2 separate regions of the Oryctolagus cuniculus genome follow, and region 1 is linked to region 2. A link is a contact called in public Micro-C data. All regions are on one chromosome and are shown on one strand. The core of a region is the stretch at or near the end of the contact, and the rest is flanking DNA. Distances in the headings are between cores, read along the strand shown. Region 1 has its middle 150 kb from the start of TBL1XR1. Region 2 has its middle 380 kb from the start of TBL1XR1.

What was found. A called contact is a pair of places that touch in the nucleus more often than the background predicts.
Region 1: a Micro-C map of ear pinna shows a contact between it and region 2, with 7 times the contacts expected there. The contact joins two enhancer-like sites. A contact is called at or near these places in 3 of 6 Hi-C or Micro-C datasets (ear pinna, embryonic fibroblasts and an unstated tissue).

The regions. Positions count from the first base shown.
Region 1 is chr4:102,566,067-102,572,600 of mOryCun1.1, forward strand. No RefSeq gene overlaps it. Among named protein-coding and RNA genes, the nearest start is that of TBL1XR1, 150 kb to the right of the region's middle. Within about 2 kb of position 1,260, at least 4 of the 8 cell types and tissues checked have an H3K27ac peak or open chromatin away from gene starts, as enhancers often do. A contact at or near this core is called in ear pinna, where this site is marked.
Region 2 is chr4:102,336,735-102,343,786 of mOryCun1.1, forward strand. No RefSeq gene overlaps it. Among named protein-coding and RNA genes, the nearest start is that of TBL1XR1, 380 kb to the right of the region's middle. Within about 2 kb of position 4,502, at least 3 of the 8 cell types and tissues checked have an H3K27ac peak or open chromatin away from gene starts, as enhancers often do. A contact at or near this core is called in ear pinna, where this site is marked.

The DNA of each region.
Region 1 (6,534 bases), core at 10-2,509, 230 kb after region 2:
TGTTTTTTTAAACTCAGGTGTGTGTATGAACAGAACAGTAATCGATAGTTAAGTCATTATATAAGCTGTTTCAAGTACCACAGCCAAGAGGAGGGGGGGATCATCTAAAATACATGAAATTATCTTTAAAAACTCGTTCTAGGAAAAGGAAATGCCAGAGTAGCAACATAAAGGAGTCTTAATTAACAACAAATTAATCTACTTCCCTCCCCCCCCCCAAAAAAAAACTGAGCCACTCTGCACAAGGGAGCCGTTGGGGGAGCAGCCTGCACCGTGGATCTGGGATGTGTTTCCTATGGATGTGTGTTTGCCCAGCATGCGGCTTAAAGAAAAACACAGCCACCAAACCACCCAGCTCAGCCCTGGAGGGAGGAAGAGACCAGGAAGACCTAATCAGCCGTGATGGCGATTACATAAGAGACTCGCACAGGCAAACCCCGAGAGGCTCAGAAGAATCAGCTTTGGGCTCCTGGGCCTAGAAGATGCCTTTCTTTTTTTCCTATGCAAAGATCACTGAAAATGCTTCTGGATGTCTCTGGTAGAAACACAGGTCACTTAAGGATGATTTATAAGTGTGCCCCCAAGCCACAGTGAAGGCTGTATCGATATCTAAAGTGCATCTGCATCCAGCGCAGCAGAAGCTGAGGATCTGCTCCTAATTGGTGCCCAGAAGACGCTCCCCGCCGAGCACCGAGCCTTGCTCCGAGCAGCCGCCCCGCCCGAGGCCTCCAGGCTCCCAGTTCAGGGCCCTTTCTTGGGCAGCCAGAGTGCTCCTCTCTTAGAGAATGCCAGGTACTCTGGAAAGTAGCCGTGTAATAATACACAAACCCCTGATGATGTCAGCGTGTTATTGACTTTCCAAGTCTGAATGACTGAGCAGAGGAGCGGGGGTGGGGCGCGATCCATCCGGCAGCGCGGGGACCGGCCAAGCGAAAATGGGCTCGCGGGCGCGGCGGGGGAGGGGCGCCTTGCAGCCGCTCGGCGCTGGGGCTCTGCCGCCGCCGCGTCGGGGTCGCAGCCGCTGGGGCTTGGGGGGTGGCGGGGTGGGGGGTTCGGGCTCCCGCTCCTCCGACGCTTACGTTTGGTCAAAAACTCTTCAGGCAGAAATAACTGATGCCGCCCCCTCCACCCCCCGCCCTCCGGAAGCTTTTACCACGTGGCAGAGCAGGGCTACAAAGCCGGGAGCGGAGGCACGGGGTGGGGGGAGGGGAGGCCGCCTGCGCCCATCCCCCACCCGCGTGCCCAGCCTCCCCCGTGGGTGCGGGGTCCCGGGGCGCTCTCCGTGGCGGACTTCCTTCTCCAGGTGACCGCTTGGATTTTGCGCCTCAGCGGCGGTGGCATTTTATGGGCCACGATCTGCTTGGTTTATGGAGCCGGCAGTGCAGGTGCAGAGTTATAGGCTCCCGTTCTCACCCTGCAAATGGACCACAGAGCCATCTGTCATCTTCAAGGCTAGGTGTGAACCGGGCCGGGTTGTCCTTAAATGGGATTGCAGTTAAAGGCCGGGATCTGGAGGGACGCTCTCCCAACCAGGGCGTGGCCTTGCCTGCGGTGCCGGGGCCTTGCATTCAGGCCCCGAGCACCCCTCCCCCCACCCCGCGCCCTGCTCGGCGTGGGCTCCTCAGGCCGCATCCCTGCACGCCTCGGGCCCGGGTGGGACCCCGGCCCAACCCGCGGTGTCGGGCTGCCCCTCCCCCAGGGCCGGCCTTCTCCTCCCCGCTGAGCTGGGTGGGTGCGCGCCCTGGGTGGTGCCAGCAGCCCAGAGACTTGGAAGCGCCTGGAAGCAGAATCCTGCTCTGTGGGCTTCTTAGCTGCCTAAGTGTGGGCCGGGTGCTCAACGTCTCTGAGGCCCGCATCTGTGAAATGGGGGCAGCAGCCAGGCCCCTCAGTGACCGTCGTGAGGATTCAGTGAAATCCAGATTTCGCAAGGGACTGGCTTGCCCAGAGTCCAGTCCTGGGCGGCCGGTGAGGCCAGAGCCCCTGCGGTGGTTTCTGAAAACGCACCGGCAGCCCGGCGTCCTCAGCCCTTCCCCCTCCACTCCTGGCTTAGTGGCGCCCCACACCCGCAGTTACAGCAGGAGCCGCTTTGTCGGCGCCGAGAGAGAGTGGGCAGGGAGCCTCCGACCTAAGCTGTACCAGTCGCTGCCCTTCCCCAACCTTGTGGCAGGCAGGGAGTCCGCGAGCAAAGACCTGACACAACACAGGTTTTCTTGGGGGGGATTTTGAAACTGGAAGTGAAAAAACACAGTTTCTGCCCAGGGCTAAAACTGCAAGTTGGTGTATTTAGGAACCTTGTGTATGAGCTGTTTCCCAGCGTGTGTGAAGGCAGGGCTGGGGGCAGGGACAGAGCCCAGTGGGGGCTGATGGAATTGGCGGTTGGTGCATGCTGCCTGCCACGGATGACTTGTGACCACCTACACATTCTCCCTACTGCTTAACCTGATTGGTGTTTTGTTACTTGCAACCCCCAAGCAGTCCAAAATGGCTTTTGTTAGTCTTAACTTGCACAGAATCTTAGTGCAAAACTCACTCCCCACCCCCCACAGTAAACCCCACCCCCACCCCCAGGCAAAGCTGTGTCTTTTGTCCTGCACAGGCTATATAGTTGTCAGTGCCCCATCACCAGGTGCTTAATAAATGCTCTTTAAAATGCATGGAGCCAAGTCTGTGTGGACAGGAAGTGCACCGCTGGCTTTTTGAACAAGAGACTGGCGGGTTAATTTAAAGGGGAAGCAATACTCATCGCGGCGGACTTCAAGAAGCCCATCTTATTCCACCCTAGTGGTAATTAGGGTTCATTCGAGTGAAGAGAAAGAAGGAAACTTTATCCCCTCTAAATTGCATTTAATAAAAATCTTGGAGAAAATGAGTGAATTGTCGCGCTTAATAAGTCCCCCTGGGTTTTGTTGGAAGGAGGCTGAGGTAGTGTACAGTAGTCAACGTTTATGGGACAGCAGATCTGCATTTTATCTGAGCATGAAATGCAGCACTGGCTTAACCTCCTTTTTTTTCCCCCTCATTTGTTTCCAACAGGTTTTTTTCCAGCCCATGAGTCACTTCCAGTCAGATTCAAAGACAAAAGCCTGCTAATTGTGAGTCTGTGAGTCAAGGGTCCCACCCTGCCTTATCGTGCACACCCTCTCTTGCTTTAATAAGACAGACAGGACAGGGCGCAGCGTGTGAGGCCCTTGGTGCTTCTGGGAGGGGCCCTGCCATCCAGCAGCTGACCCCTCAACCGGTAGCACCTGGGAGGTGCAGCCAGGAACTGTTGGTGCAACCCATGTGTTCCGAAAGCACTCTGCTGGGCTCAGAGCTACAGAGGGGAGTATAAAAGGACGGGACTGGGAATGGGAGAGGGAGGAGGAGGTGGGGTGGGAGGGTGGTTATGGTGGGAAGAACCTCTATATTCCTAAAGTTGTACTTAGAAAGTTGTACTTAGAGCCGGCGCCGTGGCTCAATAGGCTAATCCTCCACCTTGCGGCGCCGGCACACCGGGTTCTAGTCCCGGTTGGGGCGCCGGATTCTGTCCCGGTTGCCCCTCTTCCAGGCCAGCTCTCTGCTATGGCCAGGGAGTGCAGTGGAGGATGGCCCAGGTGCTTGGGCCCTGCACCCCATGGGAGACCAGGAAAAGCACCTGGCTCCTGGCTCCTGCCAGGATCAGCGCGGTGCGCCGGCTGCAGCGGCGGCCATTGGAGGGTGAACCAACGGCAAAGGAAGACCTTTCTCTCTGTCTCTCTCTCTCACTGTCCTCTCTGCCTGTCAAAAAAAAAAAAAAAAAAAAAAAAAAAAAAAAAAAAAAAAGAAAGTTGTACTTAACAAACAAATGGTTTCTAAAAAAAAAAAAAAAAAAAAAAGAGGCCAGACTCTCTAACAACTTATCAAATAATGAAGAACAAAGCCGGAAAGAAAGAAGCCAACGTTAGACACGTTTGCAGGGCTGAAGAGGAGTAAGTCCTAAAACCTACCGGTAGCCCCCTAGCCTGTCATGAACACTTTCCTAGATAATGGTTCCACGTCCACCTGGCTGCTCATACCAAGAACACAAGTTTTAGTTTTTTGTTTTGTTTTTTGTTTTGTTTTTTTTTGACAGAGTGGACAGTGAAAGAGAGAGAGAGAGAGACAGGTCTTCCTTTTGCCGTTGGTTCACCCTCCAATGGCCGCCACGGCCGGTGCGCTGCAGCCAGCACACCACGCTGATCCAAAGGCAGGAGCCAGGTCCTTCTCCTGGTCTCCCATGGGGTGCAGGGCCCAAGCACTTGGGCCATCCTCCACTGCACTCCCTGGCCACAGCAGAGAGCTGGCCTGGAAAAGGGGCAACCGGGACAGAATCTGGCGCCCTAACTGGGACTAGAACCCGGTGTGCCAGCGCCGTAAGGCGGAGGATTAGCCTATTGAGCCACGGTGCCGGCTAGTTTGTTCTTTTCTTTGATTCACTACATTCCTATCTGCTGACTGGTTTACCTCCAAAACATACCTGTGTCCTGCCATGCACCTGTCACCATGTACACAGCCAGTGTTTGACAAAGCCAGCCTCATCTTCCCACGCTCCAAGCACCCCTGCTAAAATTCTATTTCACTGAGCGTAAAGTCAGGCGTCGGGTCACCTGCTCCATTTAAGCATTCACTGGCCCCAGCTCAGGCCACAGCTACCCTGTGAGACGCCTATTTGTTACCCACCACCAGAGTACGTTCCCTCTGCCTGGAGGATTTTCCTGGGCCTTCCTGAGACTTGCTCTTTCATATGTGTCTAAGTCAGCTCAAGCTGCTGTAACAAAGATCCAGGCACCAGCTGACCTGGGTCTTGATGAGGGCCCTTTTTATGGATTGCAAGTGGATATACTTCAGCTGTGTCCTCACAGGGAGAGAATCCCATTACTGAAGGCTCCACCCTCATGACCTGATCACTTCTCAAAGGCCCCACCCCCAAATACCATCACATTGAGGATTAAGGCTTCAACATAGGAATCTGAGGATACTCAAACATCCAAGTCATAGCAGTGTCCATCTGGTTTCATTTCAGTGATCACCTTCCCAGAGAGGCCTCCCAGGGCTACCACAGCTCACATTCTATCCACCACGCAGTCTGTGGCCTGCACAACTCTCCTCATGATCTGTAGCGATCAGTTACTTTTTTTCTTTGTTTACTTCTGTAGTCTTGGTCTCCCCCATTGGATGGTGACCTCCAAGAAGACAGAGATCTTGTCAGGCTTCCTCACTGTTCATTGATGAGTGTCTTATTTCATAACAGGCACACACTAAGTCCTTTAAAAATATTTGTTTATTTACTTGAAATGTGGGGAGGGAGACAGAGAGAGAGAGAGAGATTCCATCTGATGATTCATTACCCAAATGGCCACAATGGGCAGGACTGGACCAGACTGAAGCAAGGGGCCAGGAGCCTCATCCGGGTCTCCCATGTGGATGCAGGGGCCCAAGCACTTGGGTCATCTTCCGCTGTTTTCCCAGACACATTAGTAGGGAGCGAGATCGGAAGTGGAACATCTGGGACTCAAATGGGTGCCCATATGGGATGCCAGCACTGTGTACTGCAGCTTATCCCACACCACCACAGCACTGGCTACAGTAAGTCCTATTTTGAAGAATCAATGCAGACAGTAATAAAGTTCAGTATAGATATGCTCACATTAGCTTCTCAAGAAGTGAAAGTTCACCAGATAGACTGGAGGAGAAGGGCTTTTTACAAAGGCAGGACGGTATCAGACCACCTGGTATATTGGGAGAAACCTCTGCTGAGTCCAGTTGCTGGTGAAGCTGCTGCCTCAGTGTTCTGCTTCCTCTCCCACTAGACAGGCCTCCGAAGAGTTGTGGAGACGCACCGCCTTCACTCTTCTCCTATATTCTCTGGTTTATTTCCAAGCAAGCATTTGCCCCAACCACTCTAGTAAAACTGCTTCTCTCAAGGCTATGGATGCCCTCCATTTTGCTAAATCCAATAGTTTTTAGGCTCATCCTAGTTAACCTATCAGCAGCATCTGATATAATTGATCACTGGTTACCTCTGGAAACACTTTCTCCACCTGGAATCTGGGATGCTACCCTTTACTGATTTTCTTCCTCTGTTACTGGCTGTACTTTCCCAATCTGTTGATTTCTTTGCCCATATTCTATCATCTAGGTATTATAATAGCCCACATTTGAATCTTATGGAATGTATTTTAAGATGCATTTATTTATTTATGTGAAAGGCAGAGTAACAGGAAAAAAAAAAAAAACAGCTATCTTCTATCCACTGGTTCACTCCGCATGTGCCTGCAACAGCCATGTGGCAGCCAGGAGCCAGAAACTACATCCAGGTCTACCTTGCAAGAATCCACGTTCTTGGGCCATCATCTGCTGCCTCCAAAGAACATTAGCAAGAAGCTGGATTGGAAGCAGCAGTAGCCAGTGCTCAGAATGGCACTTCAATATGGGATGTGAGTGTCCCAAGCAGCATTTTAACCCCCTGTATCACAACACCTTCCACTGTACTTTTAAGATAGATTCCTAATCGGATCACCTCTTATACCTCCACTG
Region 2 (7,052 bases), core at 3,252-5,751:
GCTTTTCAAACAAATAAGTAAAATCTCTTTTTTAAAAAAAAAAGATATCAAGGATTCTTCCTCTTGAGTTGGCTCTCCATTGATGTATCAGCAGCAAGTCACATAATCTCTCTTTGTGTCTTGGCTTCAGCATCTATAAAACCATAGGCACAGACTAACAGTATCAATTCAGATGGCTCAGGGTGATGCCAATGCTTCAAGCGATTTCTGTAATTTCTGCTGTGGATGATATTATCAGGAAAGCCCAGAAAATGCTTGGAAATATTTAGCTACTCTGGAGAGTCGGGGAGGAAGTTTGGGAGGTGATGAGGAGGATGGAAGAGTCTTTACTTCTTTGATTCAGAGACATCAAAACAATACTCCCAAGGGCCACTATCCAAGAATTCTATCAGACAGCATGCATTTTAGACATCATGATGGATTTCCCCATCTCCCTGGGGGTGGTTAGGCTTCGGCACTGTGTGGAAATGTTTTCTCACACATTCCTGTCATCTGGGCAGGTTCGTTGTGAAGAGCAGCATGCTGACAGGTGTGTGTGCAGGCTGCAGTAGAGAACAGTGATCATTAATGAAGAAGAGGACCCAATAACAAGACATCACAAGTTCGTTAGTACTAAAAGCTTGCCTGACTACTTACCTTGGCAGTAGCTTCAGCCTCTTGAGCCAGTTCTGCCTGTTGGACTGCAGAGTTATTCTCACTAGGACAGAAAATCTTGAGAAATTCTCATACACCAAACAGGCTGCTATTTCCTAGAAAGACTCCAGTATGAAAAATGTGCTCAAATTTTTGTAGGTGGGTATGAAGAAAAACCTTTTCATTGGTACAGCACTTTTCAGTTTGCAGGAGACCCAAATACGTCTTCTCATTTGCTCCCCCTCTGCCTCACTTCCAACCCAGCAACACTGTGAGAGGGGCATTAGTAGCCACGGTTTACAGATGCAAAATCTGAAAGCTCAGATAACGGTGGTTCATTTGGCTCCCTGACGTCAAAAATACTAACTAGTACTAATTTCTAATTTCAGACTTTTTTTCCTTCAGGTTCCCTTTTTCATCTTACTGCCTCAGAGCATAAAAATGTATCAACTTCCAAAAAAAAAAAAAAAAAGCAATGCATGTTGTGTGGCATTTGCATATAATTCCCTACTTGTGATATTAAGGTTAAGCTGACTGAATTAAATAATGACTGTGAGTTTCTAGACATTTGCTTGGTTTCCTAAAAAAATTAGTCAATTCCACTAAAAAATCTGCTCAGCAAGTATTTCATAAACATTTTTAGTTACTTAGAGCTCATTGGTTGAGCTAAACTCTAGTCACACTAGCCTATGTACAAAAATATCTTCAAAATAAATTGGGTGGGGAAAGTGAAATACAGTCATGGATTGGTAAGATAACACCACATTTTTACAGTGGGTGTCTCTGGAAGACAAAAGTATGGGTGAGTTTGCTTTTTGGTTTGGCTTTTCTGAATTTTTCAAACAACCAATACAAGAAAGCATAATTTCTATAATTAGGAAGAAAGTATATTGTGTGTGTTTTGAGAATGACATCATGTTAGATAATAAATGCAATAGGAAATGGCACTGAAGACCAAGAATCATCACATAAATGAGTGATAGAAGGACCATCCTGAGCCACCCTTCACCAGGTCTCTTGAAAATCATCAGAGGAGCCCACCATCCAGATCATTCTTGAAGATAGCTATTCTAGAAGATTCTGAAGAATGACACAATCTATACACCCTTCTCACCCCAGGACAAACTACAGCTAAACTGTAATAGATTTTTCTAAGGCACCATTGTAGCTTTTTTTTTTTCTTTAAGATTTACTTATGTATTTGAAGGGGAGAGTGATGGAGAGAGATCTTCCATCTGCTGGTCTATTCCCCCAAATGGCTGCAACAGTTGTGCTGGTCCAGGCGGTAGCCGGGAGCCTGGAGCTCCATTCAGGTCTCTCCCATTTGGATGGCAGGCTCAAGTAGTTGGACCATCCTCCACTGCTTTCCCAGGCACAATCGTGGGGAACTGTATTGGAAAGGGAGAAGCCAGGACTTGAACTGGTGCTCTGAACTGCCTCGCCAGCTAGGCAGCTTGTGGTATATCTTGCTGTGCTAAAATATTAGTCTCCTAATAGACTTTTCAACATTGCTTTTTTTGTGAGGTTTACTTAAACTCAACATTTCTGAAACACCCATTTGAGAGAGAAATAGAAACAGGTCAAATGTCAGGATTTTGTTACAGGATCATCAAGTGTCAGGGGTGTGGAGATCTTGAAGAGTGGTAGGTAGAGCAGACACAGGATGGGCCGGCAGGCAGGTGCAGAGAGTAAATACAGTAATGATTATTGCAAGCTTTACCCACATGTTGTGTGATGTTTGTTTTCAAAGTCTTCCTAATGTGCAGACTCTCAGGGCAAACACACAGAGCACACCCCTGCCCTTCACCTCGTACCCTGCCTCCCTCCGTCTCCCTTCTGAACCACCACCCCAGTATTTCTTCCCTTTGTTTCTATCATAACTTCACTCGTCAAGGAATCTAGGTAAGGATTCATTGTGTCATTTTAAAGACTTGTAAGAGCCTACAGTCTAAACCATAAAACGAACAAGAACAGACTTGTATGCATGAAATACATCTCTTCCCACAGACAAGGGAGTGGTTTGAAAAAACCTGAATCAGCAGAATAGTTTCCAGCCTCACTCTGTTCTGGGAGTCAGGATAGAAAAAAGTTGGAGGCTGACTTAAATGCCTTCTCCAACCATGGTTTCTAAAACCAAAGAGGCCCCAGTATTTTGTTTATAGCCTGTGTGTAATAACCACAGCAAGTGCGCAAGTGCTCTTTGCTTTTGCATTTAGTGCTTTCCTGTTCCCTTCCTTCTCCTCTGCTCCTGACAATCGGGGAAAAGCCTCTCACATGGGATTGGCAGCAAGTGTTCCTATAATCCACTTGCTCAATCCTGTTTCTGATACTCCCCATGATGTGAATTCTTTTACACATACACTTGTAGAACACATAGGCTTCAGTCTGTGTTGCAGTGCTCACGTTCTACAACTGCATTATTCTAGATGAACGGAATGCCATCTGCAGAGCTATGGGATGGTGTCTTTCTTCATCCAAGTCAAATTTCAAACCAGAAGAGGCTAGGCCATAAACTCCATGGAGGTAGAAACCATTTTTCCCCCACTGACCTGGTCCTGACACAAGGCTGGTGTGTGGAATGCATAAATGACATCTGCATTTAAAAGGTAGTTGAACTGAAACAGAAATTCAAGTATATCACCAACCTTATGAGGCTGTTGGGTTGTTAAAAACTGGGCCCCAAATTAGCAGGCAGCTTCAAAACCCACTGCGTGCTGGGTGCCTCACTGTAAACAGACTGCTGCAGGGACCGGAAAGCATTTGTGCAAAGCTCAAGGAGCCAGCCCTCTCCACAGTTGGGTGGGAAGCCTCCTGAGACTTGGCAGTCACCCCTACCCAGGGGGAAGGAAGTCACCCTATCTCTGGCGACAGGCGTTCTGGAGAGAGCTGCTCTCAAAAATCTCCAGTCTGTGACAGCGACCACAAATCTATCCTTTGCTAAAGCGACTGCAAAGTGAAACAAGGCATAAATGAAAGGAACCCCAACTCTGGTGTGCCAACATCGTCCCCGTGCAGGGTTAGAAGGGCCAGGTTTGCACCTCATGCCTAGAGAAGTCCAGAAGGCATCTCAGTTCCCCAAAACCTGTTTCAGGACAGAGGGAGGCTGTGAACCTGGGCTGACTGGTAAGGTAGGAGACTAAGAACCTATTGAAAAAAATGTGTGTGAAGTTGGGGTAACTCCATTAGCTCAATTTCCTGCTGGGAGCATTTGAAATGCCCCCTGCCTCCTAGGATGGAGGCTAAGAGTTTGCGCCACAAGGGCCCAGGGTCAAGAGAGGTCCTGGGAGAAGATTAAGGCCTCTTAAAGCCAGGAAAGGGGGTGGCCAGAAAAGAGGCTTCTCAGGGGCTCACTTTGCCAAGAGCAGGGCCCCACCCTGCTGGGTTCTAACAGCTTTTACATATTCAAGAGTCTTTTTAAGACATAGCTCCAGAAAGACCTTTTTGTCTTTTTTTTTTTTTTCACCTCTTTTTCTTCCCCATGTTTAAAGATCTTTTGCCTACTCTGGCAAATAAAGTCATCCTTCATCGTTTTAATGTGTAAAACATTTCCAGCCGAAATGCAATTGAAGTGTGCCAGAACAAAGATTCCAACATAATTTTTCCAAATCAGTAGGAAAGCAGAGTATTAAGTATGAGGACCATTCCCTGAGAGAGAGCAGAGGCAGAATGCAGCTCCCTCTCCATTGTGTACAGGGTAAGGATGAGAACCTAGGGAAAACAATGCAGGAAAAAAACAAGAACATTCCACAGCCTAGCAAAGAATCGGGCAGTGCTGGGGGAGCCCTGGAGAGCATCACGCTAACAATGAATGGCAAGGGAAGAAAAGAACACTTTTAAGGAAGCAGAGGACACTCAGGTCAACAGGAAATGGACTGTGGGTTATTGAAGGTCATCTTGAGAGTTAAAGGTGCCCTAAATGTGACCCCAGGAAAGGCGGAACGTTCTCTGTAGAGGAAGTGCTAAGAGCCTAGACGAGGTCCCAGAGCCTCTTGTCAACACTGGGTCACAAAATCGGAGCAAAGATGGTGCCTCCTTCAACCCCATAAAGCAAAGACGCACACTGGGCCGCCTGTGTTTAAAAGACCTGTAGATACACATGTCCCAGCCCAAGTCTGCCTGCCGCTGTGTGTTTTTAATGGACTCCTCACAAGCCTAACGTGGCAAGGTTCCAGTCATGAGGCAGGAGTTGAAGAACAGCTTTTTTGTCTTCAGCAACCAAACATCCATTTCCTGTGAAGCCAGATAGATAATTAAGGGGAAAACGAAACCGCATTTCGGGGTCATCAGTCCAGCCTTGCAGCTTCTAAACAGAAATCAACGCGGTGAGTCAGGGCAGGCCTGTCTGGATGTGCCCGGGTCTGAGCGGTGAGATTCTAGCAGGAGCGTTAAGCAACGTCTCGGGCATTGCTGGACGCCAGCTGCAGGAAAGGCGGAGGAAGCCACTGCATCGCTTTTCACAGGGGTCATTTTCCCCCAGGCTGCTGGAATTTTAAAGACCTGGGTGAGCCAGAGTAGAAATTCGAATTTGCTTAGGCAGTGAGGAATCCTGCTAGATGGTAACCCTCTACTCCAAATGCTGGAAAACTGCTTAGCGATGGTCCTGACGTTTCCTGTCGGAACACTCTGGATAGTCCTCTCCCACTTCCCGGGAAGAAGCCCTTAAACGGGGATAGCTTGGAGCACTCTGGAACATTGCAAACCTTCAATGGTCTGAATTACCCAGCCAGGTGAGTCCATCCAGTTCCAGTCCGCGATGTGCCCTGAAGTGACACCAACACACAGAACAGCCGTGCTCTGGAATAGCTCCCAGTATGGGGTGTCTATGTGATTAAAGCTAATGATGTGCGGAGGCGGGGGTGGGGGGGGGGTGGGGGGGTGGCTTTTGATACAATCTTGCTCTTCTGCTATGCAACATTTACACCTCTGGTTCTCATTTGCAAAAAGAAAAAAAAAAACATCAAAAGAAGAAACAACAGAAAACACACCTTGGACACTTCTGCCAACATCTGAACAAGCCTTAAGAGAAATTCTAGGTAACAGAACTTGGCACTGTGCTTCACAGGTTGGTACAAAATTCTGGGTGCCAAATGTTAGGGGGGATTTCCCTATGACTCTGCAGGAAAGCTCCAGCAGAGGGTGTTCCATGATGTCTTTGCCATGGAAATCCAATGCAATTCCAGGGCTCTGGGGTCTGGCAGCTCTTCATGGCTTGGCACCTTTCTCTGTGGACATATGTATACCAAGCACCAATGCTTAATGAATGTGTATTCAAATTCAGACTCTCCTCTTTAACAAGGTTGGGGCAGTCAGGAATGTGTTGGAGCAATCATGAGTTCAAGACAAAAGGAGAATGTTCTTCCCCTGGAAAGCCTCCAGCAGTTCACACACTAGACAAAGTCTCCATGATGGGGCCAAGGTCTTAGAGCTGGTGGCCTGTGTAGGTGACCAGGTCCCCAGAGGTCCTGGAGGACTTTGCTGTGGTCTCCTTCAACAAATGAATTTCTCCCACCCCTTCCTCAATCTTGTTATTGACCTTGGATAGCAAGTCTTTCCTATATCTAGCTGAAAATTCATGTTGACTTATCAGCCAAGAGGAGGGCCAGTAGAGGAGGAAACCCTGGGATGGATCCTATATCTGAGTACTAGTTCAAGTCCCACCTGTTCGACTTCTGATCCAGCTCTCTACTAATGCTCCTGGGGAAGCAGCAGAAGATGGCCCAAGTACCTGAGCCCCTGCCATCCATGTGGGAGACTCAGATGGAGTTCCTGCTTCCTGGCTTCAGCTTGGCCCAACCCTGACCTGATGGCCCTGGCCATTTGGGAAGTGAATCAGCAGATGGAAGATATTTCCCTCTCCTCCTCTCAGTCTCTCTCTGTTGTTCTGCCTTTTGAATAAATAAAAAAATAAGTAAAAACATATACAAATAAATCTTTAAGAAATGAATTTCACATTGGGGCTGGAGTCATGATTGGTCTTTGTCTTTTCATCTTTCCAGATGTAGACATTTCTCATCCAATTATTCATTGCATACAATTCAGGGTCAATAACAAAGGTTGGGTGGGAGAAGCTGTACTCTAATGCCCTTGAGGAGCTTTCAACAATCATCATCATAAGCAAAGCTTGCCGAGGACTTTTCAGTGAGGCAAAGCACAGCTATACGTACCCATGAAGAGATAAGAGGAGCACAGCCTAAGTGAGAAGACAAGTCGGTGTGTAATCACACGTCAAAGGAATGGAACTCACAGTCATCACTGGCATATCAGAGGAGGAGAGGTTTGCTGAAGACTAGAATGGCTGGGAATGGAATGTGTACTTGGACAAAGGAGCTTTGAAAGAGGGAGAACACTCTCACCAGAGAAGAGAAGCATCTTTTTTTTTCTGTCAAGCATCATGCTGTATGCTGAGCCTTTTTGCATTT